Regions from separate parts of the Rattus norvegicus genome. Here region 2 is linked to region 1. The links are chromatin contacts, called in public Hi-C maps. All regions are on one chromosome and are shown on one strand. Each heading gives the region's core, a stretch centred on a gene start, on an enhancer-like site or on the middle of the called end of the contact. The rest is flanking DNA. Distances are from core to core; before and after follow the strand shown. Region 1 overlaps LOC120094735 (a long non-coding RNA gene). Region 2 holds the start of Ptma (prothymosin alpha).

What was found. Hi-C and Micro-C count contacts between places; a contact is called where the count stands out from the background.
Region 2: a contact with region 1 is called in a Hi-C map of liver, with 4 times the contacts expected there. The contact joins the promoter of Ptma here to the enhancer-like site in region 1. A contact is called at or near these places in 9 of 12 Hi-C or Micro-C datasets (the A7r5 cell line, the Rat2 cell line, Schwann cells and 5 more) and 1 of 1 datasets of contacts at active chromatin or transcription factors (oligodendrocytes).

The regions. Positions count from the first base shown.
Region 1 is chr9:94,583,083-94,586,845 of GRCr8, forward strand. The region is part of intron 1 of LOC120094735 (a long non-coding RNA gene); the gene reads left to right. Among named protein-coding and RNA genes, the nearest start is that of Ptma, 39 kb to the right of the region's middle. Within about 2 kb of position 1,714, at least 92 of the 93 cell types and tissues checked have an H3K27ac peak or open chromatin away from gene starts, as enhancers often do. A contact at or near this core is called in the A7r5 cell line, Schwann cells, hepatocytes and 2 more, where this site is marked.
Region 2 is chr9:94,622,251-94,626,013 of GRCr8, forward strand. It overlaps Ptma (prothymosin alpha), which reads left to right and starts at 1,944. Exons shown (of 5, transcript NM_021740.2): 1 at 1,944-2,170. The coding sequence starts at 2,126. It overlaps LOC134480603 (a long non-coding RNA gene), which reads right to left and starts at 1,163. Exons shown (of 2, transcript XR_010055053.1): 1 at 1-1,163.

The DNA of each region.
Region 1 (3,763 bases), core at 464-2,963:
GCTGTCTTAGCTAGGCTTCCTATTGCTGTCATGAAACACCATGACCCAAAGCATCTTAGGGAGGAAAGGGCTTGTTTGGCTCATGCTTCCAAAGCACTGTTCATCATCCAAGGAAGTAGATCAGGAACCCAAACAGGATAGAAACCTGGAGACAGCAGCTCATGTATGGATGGCACTGCTTACGGGTGGCTTGCCCTCACGGTTTGCTCAACCTCCTCCCTCTCTTTCTCTCTTTCTTTCTCTCTTTCTTCTTTTTCTTTTTTTAAAATTTATTTTATGCAGGCTGGAGAGATGGCTCAGTGGTTAAGAGCACTGACTGCTCTTCCAGAAGTCCTGAGTTCAAATCCCAGCAACCACATGGTGTCTCATAACCATCTGTAATGGGATCTAATGCCCTCTTCTGGTATGTCTTAAGACAGCTATAGTGTACTTATATATAATAAATAAATAAATTATTTTATGTATGTGAGTACACTATAGCTCTCTTCATGAACACCAATAAAGGGCATCAGATCCCATTACAGATGGTTATGGGACACCATGTGCTTGCTGGGATTTGAACTCAGGAAGACAAGTCAGTGCTCTTAATCGCTGAGCCATCTCTCCAGCCCCTCAACCTGCTTTCTTATACAACCCAAGACCACTAGCCAGGAGTCCAAGCTCACAAGCCTCTGTGCATGCGTATGTGTGTGTATAACGTGCAGTATAGACCAGGTTGTCCTCAGACTCACCAAGATCTGCCTGCTTCTGCCTCCTGAGTGCTAGGATTATAGGAGTGTCTCACAACAATTTTTATTTGATTCAAGCTCTCACTACATAGATGCATCTGACCTCAACCTGGGACCTGATTCTGCTTCCCAAACGTTTGTATCAATGGAAAAAAAAAACATACCAGCTAATTCTTTTTGGGAGTGGGGCTGAGACAGGGTTTGGGTCACTCTCTGTAGACCAGGTCAGCCTTGAACTAAGAGATCCAACTGCCTGTGCCTCTAGAGTACTGGGATTAGAGTGTGTTACTACTGCCTGGCCTAATTTTGTCTTTTAAAGATATTTTTACTTTATGTGTATGGATATTTTTCCTGCACAAGTACCTATGCACCACTTTCTTGCCTTCGTGGAGACTATACAGAAGAATCTCTGATCCCTCGGAATTAGTCACAGACGGTTGTGAGCCACCTTGTGGGTGCTGGGAATTGAATGCTGGCTCTTAATAGCAAAAAGTCACTGAGCCATCTTTCTTTGGGCTGCTTTTCTTTCCTTTTTAGAACATTTCTGTAAACTAGGGTTGACTGACCCTGAACTCTCTTGCCTCCACTGTCAGAAAGAACACAAGTTATGGTTAAAAATATTCTGAAAAGTGGTTTGTCACCGTCCTCAGTCTTGTCTCTTTATCAGAAAGTGTATTTCAGTTTCTCAAGGTCATTCCCAAGTCTGAAACAGCAGCTTGCACAGGGCTAGATCAGTTTGGTAACCTTATCCATGGGGGTCTAACATCTCGATGCAGGAACTCTATAAAGGGCTAAACCACCATCTCCGTGCTCAAGGGGACCGTGAGAGTTAGAGAACTAGGAAATTAAGAAGACCCACACGCTGCCCCGCAGGCTGGGAAACGCTCTCTGTCGGCCATTAAAACGCGAGGGAAGATGGAGGATCCTCATCCTTCCAACGTGACCCGCGCCTGCGCCCTGTGTACCCGATGCATCCCGCGAGGTCTTTGGAACAGGGAAAGGAGGTGAAATGGGAAAGGAAGGAAAGGGAACGTAGGGAGGGACCAAGCTCGCGGTTCCGGCGAGCCCGGATCCCACTCCGAAAATCCGCTCCAGGTCGCTCATGACCTGAAGCCATTCCACAGATCTCGGTCGCGCTCCGCTCTTTCCCTATAGCCCTTTGTGTCCCCGCGCGCCTCTGGGAACGCGCGCTGAGCTGGGCGCCTGCGCAAAGAAAGGCACGCCCCAACCGGGCGCCTGCGCAAAGGGAGGCGCACGCCGGCCGCACGCCTGCGCAGAAACAGGCGCGCCCCGCCCTCACTTGAGGAAGGGTACCCCTCTCTGCCCCGCCCCTGCCCGCCATTTCGTGTTCGGTCGCCTTTCCTGGCCCGACGTACGCGTCGTCTGTGTGATGGACGCCCGGAAGCTGATACAACAAAGGCCGAAGTGTGCGGGCTGCGCGTCTTGCCGCTGCCCATGGCGCCCAAGTACGGGAGAAAGTGGGCGATCGTGCACCCTCCGGCATGGGTTTGCTAGTCAGTCGGTGCGTGCTCGGCCTGGTGCGTGCAGAAGTGTGTCTAAAGTTGTGTTTGCACCTCCTGGCTGTATATAGCTGAATGCGAGTGTGCACTTAATTCGCTTTTTAAGCCTCGCGGAGCTGACTAGACTCACCACATGCCCTCCGTATTTTGTGTCTGAGAAAAACTCCCATTCAAGGCATAGAATCCATCGCACTTGATGAGTTAATATGCAAAACTAACCACCCGGCTCTCCTTCCTTATGGGATTCTATTTTAATATTTGAGATGGGGGTCTCCCTGGGGGCTGGAGAGATGGCTCAGTGGTTAAGAGCGCTGACTGCTCTTCCAGAGGTCCTGAGTTCAATTCCCAGCAACCACATGGTGGCTCACAGCCATCTGTAATGAGATGGGGTCTCCCTTCATTGCTCTGATTGACCTCTAGCAACAGCCTGCCTCTGTACCCAAAGTGCTAAAAGATGTGTGCCGCTACTATTTCCGGTGTAGCTCTCCTTATTTTATGTTTAAGCTTCTCTTTGGGGAACAGCTTTTGCACAAGGGGCATGCAGTGACGTGGAGAGTGGCCCATGGGTAAATGACAATTAAGGATGTCTTTTTTAATTTTTTTTTTTTTAAGATTTATTCATTTATTACACTGTAGCTGTCTTCAGATACACCAGAAGAGGGCATCGGATCTCTTTACAGATGGTTGTGAGCCACCCACCATGTGGTTGTTGGGAATTGAACTTAGGACCTCTGGAAGAGCAGTCGGTGCTCTTAACCGCTGAGCCATCTCTCCAGCCCCCAATTAAGGATGTCTTAATGACCTCCTTAAGGAGGTGGGCTCTCTTAAAAGGTTTAAAAAAAAAAAAAAGGTGTCCTGGAGGAAGCTCTATTCCAGGCTGTTGTTGCCTGGCCTTGCCCTGTCATCCCGTCAGCAAGGAGGATTTCATTCTGCCAAGCATTTGTTTGGATTGAAAGAATCTAATGGGAGGCCTAGCAGCGGGGACAGTAATCAATAGAGGGTGTGTGGAAAAAGGACGAAAGAATATGTGTTTGTGGCATCCCCAGAGAAGAGAAGCCTCCAGAGGTGAATTGAGATTGAGTGCATTGCAGACCAGCATCCTTCTAGAGGAGAAGTAGCTCTAGGCTCTTGAGATGACCCTTGTCTAGCTTTTCCTGGATCCCAGCAGCATCCTGCATTTGAAGGAGCAGGAATGGGGCTAGGGAGATGGTTCAGTGGTTAGAGCACCGACTGCTCTTCCAGAGGTCCTGAGTTCAAATCCCAGCAACCACATGGTGGCTCACAACCATCTGTAATGGGATCTGATGCCCTCTTCTGGTGTGTCTGCAGACAGCTACAGTGTACTCATATACATAACAAATAAATAAATCTTTAAAATAAAAAAAAAAGGAGCAGGAATAACTACCAAAGTGTGTTCTCTCGCTGGTGGCCCTAGTCTCTATATAATCATGAATGTATCCCACCAACACTTCCCAGCTACAGAAGGACACCGCACCCAGGAAATAGTCCACCATA
Region 2 (3,763 bases), core at 694-3,193, 39 kb after region 1:
AGGCCCTTCCCGGTTTAAGGAGAATGGCTCCATATCCTCGCTACAGTGACCGCCGCTGGCGGGGGTGGGGCAGAGTTCGGACTCAGGGACAGTTTGTGCAACCTAAGGCGCTGGGGCGAGATAACCACCTCCAGCCATTAGTGTGCTTGGAGAAGAGTGAGACCACGCGAAGTATACCTCTCTGTTGCCAGGGGCTGCGGGGGACAGGAGCTACCACTGGACAACGAGAGTGGGTGCAGGCCAAAGGGCGGCGGCAAGGCATTCTCCTTAAAGGAAAAGCTCGAGGAGGCCCGAAAGGCTGGCGGCGGGGCTGGCACGTGCGCGCGGGGATGCGGGCCGGCCACGTGCGGCTCGCGGGCAGATCCGGGGTCCAACTACAGCAGTTCCCCGACACTGCACGTTCCTCCCCTCTCCTCAAGCTCAGTAAAGGGGCCTCCTGGCGGGGATGGGCCCAAGCGCCCGAGGGAAACGATAAGGGCAATTCAGTCTCCTCGCCTCGACCTCAAAGGTCTACGGAATTTGCCATCCACCCGTCCTCCACGATTCAAGACTCCGGGTTTTCCCCACTCCCGATTCCGCGGTCCACAGGCGACAGACAGCAGGAAGGACCAATGGCAGGGCGCAAAGCGTCAACTTTGTGTTCGCCCGCCACTGTCAGCCAGTGTGAACGCGTTTTTCCTAAGTTCCGCCTTCCGTGTCGGGCGCCCCCTTGTGGCAACACACGGTCGGACGCTATCTGCCGCCATCTTGAGTGTGGCGAAGATCGTTTCTTGGGATCCGTTTATAGCCATTCTGGTCTTTCTTTCACAGGACAAACTTGTTAGTTCGACAGCGAAGTGAGAAAGCGCTAAAAATCGAGTAATCTAGTGTTTTGAAGTTGTCCTTGTGAGCTGGGTCGCCACGTCACGCCACGCTTGCGGAGTCCAACGCCATTTTGAGTGTGGCGTCTTTATGGTTTTTCTTTTCTCAAAGCTCCGCGTGGTTCCTTAAATGGCTCAAGTTTGAAGGAACCCTCTCAAGGACTAGTCCTGATGGCCGAGGAGACATGTCTCTCCCAGCTGCATAGTGTTCGTATGTGCACTGGAGCCTCCAAAATGCTAAGGGGTAAACACGATGGCCGGGCGGGGCCCTGGAAGATATTAATGGACTGTCGCGACGGCAGTGACTTATTCCAGCAGACGCGAACCAGAGAGCCCTGAGGTGTGGACACCGTTTTGTGGCGTGAGGCCCAAGGACTGTCCCACTGAGGACACCGGGCATCAAACCCCTCTTCGCATGAGTTCCCCCAAGTGTGCAGGGCGCGAGGCTCGCTCGTCAGCTGACCCTGGACGGCGGGACAGTGGTGGGCGGCGGGGATCACTAATGTAGTCGAGGCGGCGGGAAAAGGGGACAGAGTGGAAAGTGCGAGTCACAGTGCCCGTTGTGGATGCACATACACTTATTTGGGCCAACTCTTCAGTCTTAGATGCGGGCCTGTCTCGGGCGCGGGAACCACGCGGGGCACCGCCCGGGGCAAGCGCCGCCCAGCACTCGCCTTCCCCTCCCCCTCGCGGGCAGTCCTCCTGCTCCCCCCCTCTTCCCCTCCCCTCCTTCCGAGCAGTAGCGAGGGAGGGGGAGGACGGGGGCTGGGCGGGCAGCTTTGCCGCGCTTTGGCTTTCTGCGTCAGAAGCCTGAGCAAAACAGCCGCGGGAGCGCGCACGCGCGCGAGCCCCCTCCTCGGAATGGCGAGACCCAACATATTCAAGACTCTGAATGACAGTGCGGCGGGGGACTGCGCAGCGCGCGCCAAGCCGAGGCACTGCCGCTTTAAGCTCACTTGCCCATTGTTCGGAATTGAGCCAATGAGAAAACGCCCGCTCCCTGTACTCAACCAATAGCGTTGGGGCTCGGGTGGTTGAGCACCGCCCACTAATCTATATTAAAGCTTCTGGCGCCGCGTGAGTCCCCCACTGGCTGCTCCGAAAAGCCATCTTTGCATTGTTCCCGGGTCGTGCTCCGCGCTCACTGCAGCCACCTTCGCCGCCCACCGTCTCCTCCAACGCGGACTCCGGCAGCTTTCTCGCCAGAGTCCTCGAAACTCGACTAATTCCTTACGCGTAGCACCAGACCACCGGCGTGCCCCACCATGTCAGACGCGGCAGTGGACACCAGCTCCGAGATCACCACCAAGGTGAGGCTGGACGCCGCCCGCCCCCTCGGGGTCTGTGCGCCGTCGCCCGGGCAGTGTTTGGCGCGTGGCTGCGGGATTGGGGAAAGCATCACGCGAACGCTACGGAGAGGACCTCGCCACCCTCCAGCGGCGCGATGGCCCCGGGCACCACTCTTTGTGTGCGGGGGAGGGGGCGCGAAGCGACGCGGGCATTCGTGCCGCCGTCGGGAGCTGGCCGATGGCCTGGGGTCGACGCGGAACATGGGGACGAAAACTGGGAGGGCCGAATCGCAAATTCTCGAAAGTTGTTTGCGAATCGTTTGAGTGCTAGTGGGGCCGGGGTCGCGGGGCCGCGGCGCACGGAAATAACTTTGAAACTCCGGCGCGTCGGCAGTCGGAAGTGTGGGGGGCGCGTGTGCGGCGCCGGCGGGCTACCGGCGCCGGCGGCCGAACTGCTCTTTGTTAGGTGCTTGGGTTCGCGCCCTATAGCGGGCTGGCAGCGGGTTATCCGGAATGACGCGGATGGGGCGGCGAGCTGTGCCGTGGTAATTTTGGCTGAGACACTTAACCGGTCTCGTTCTCAGTCACGGTTGAGCATGAGTGTTCGTGGGCTGCCCGTGGAGGCTGGGAGCTCTGGCGGCGGCGGACCTCGTACCAGTGGCGGTCACTGCTGACGGTGTTCGGGCCCGGGCGGCGAGCCCACGCGCTAGAGGGGGAGGAAATAGAAAGTGAAGCGGCCGCACACGGGGGCCGCTGGGCGCCCCCCACGGCTACCCTGCTGCGGTGGAGACGCGGCGGCCGAGTATCCCGCGCAGACTCGCAGTCCTGGCTACGGTCCTGAGGCCGCGGCTCGCAGTCTCCTCCACCCGCCCAGCGGAGTATTATCCACTCTCACGAGACAAGCCTTGTTCGGCTCGTGCTCCTTGCTTTCAAACATCTCGTTGTTCGCGCCCCATTCATCCTGCAGTGGGAAATCCGCGCGTGCCACCTTGTTTAAACTCTGATAGCCCGGCATGTCCGTCTTGGTGCGACCCCGTGCAGAGCGCACTCTGGAGCGGTGCCCGGCGGCCCTTGTAGACTTGAATTTCCAGCCAGCATAGTGCACCCCATGCCCCGAGCCTCCGCGGGAGTTTCTCTGAGGTGAATTCCCGCGAGGTTCGACCCTTCTGGGGAGTGCGCCCCCGACGGTCTCGAGGCTCCGAGCTCAGAAGCTCCAATACCCCGGTGACTTAACGCCGGACGTTGCGCGCCAAAATTGCAGCCGGAAGCCGCGTGTTGACCCTCAGTCGCGATCCCAAGGGGGCAGCACGTAGCGCGCTTTCTCCAGCGGCAAACTCGCTCACCTAGATGAAAGCGTACCTTGGGTCTCCAGGGCACAGGGCGCACTTGGCGCCCCAGGCCACGTGCTCGTTGCGCGCGGTGCGTGCCGAGGCTCGCGCGCGTAGTTCTCTGGGTGAGCGGTGCGCCTGCGCACCGCGGCCACCCCGCCCCCACCCACTCCCCCGGGCTTCGGCCACCAGGGGGCGGAAGCGGGTGCAATGGGGTCCGACGCAGGCCTTCGGTGGGCGCGAACCCACCAACCCCAGCAGGTAACCCAGGGGGTGGGCCCCGCAG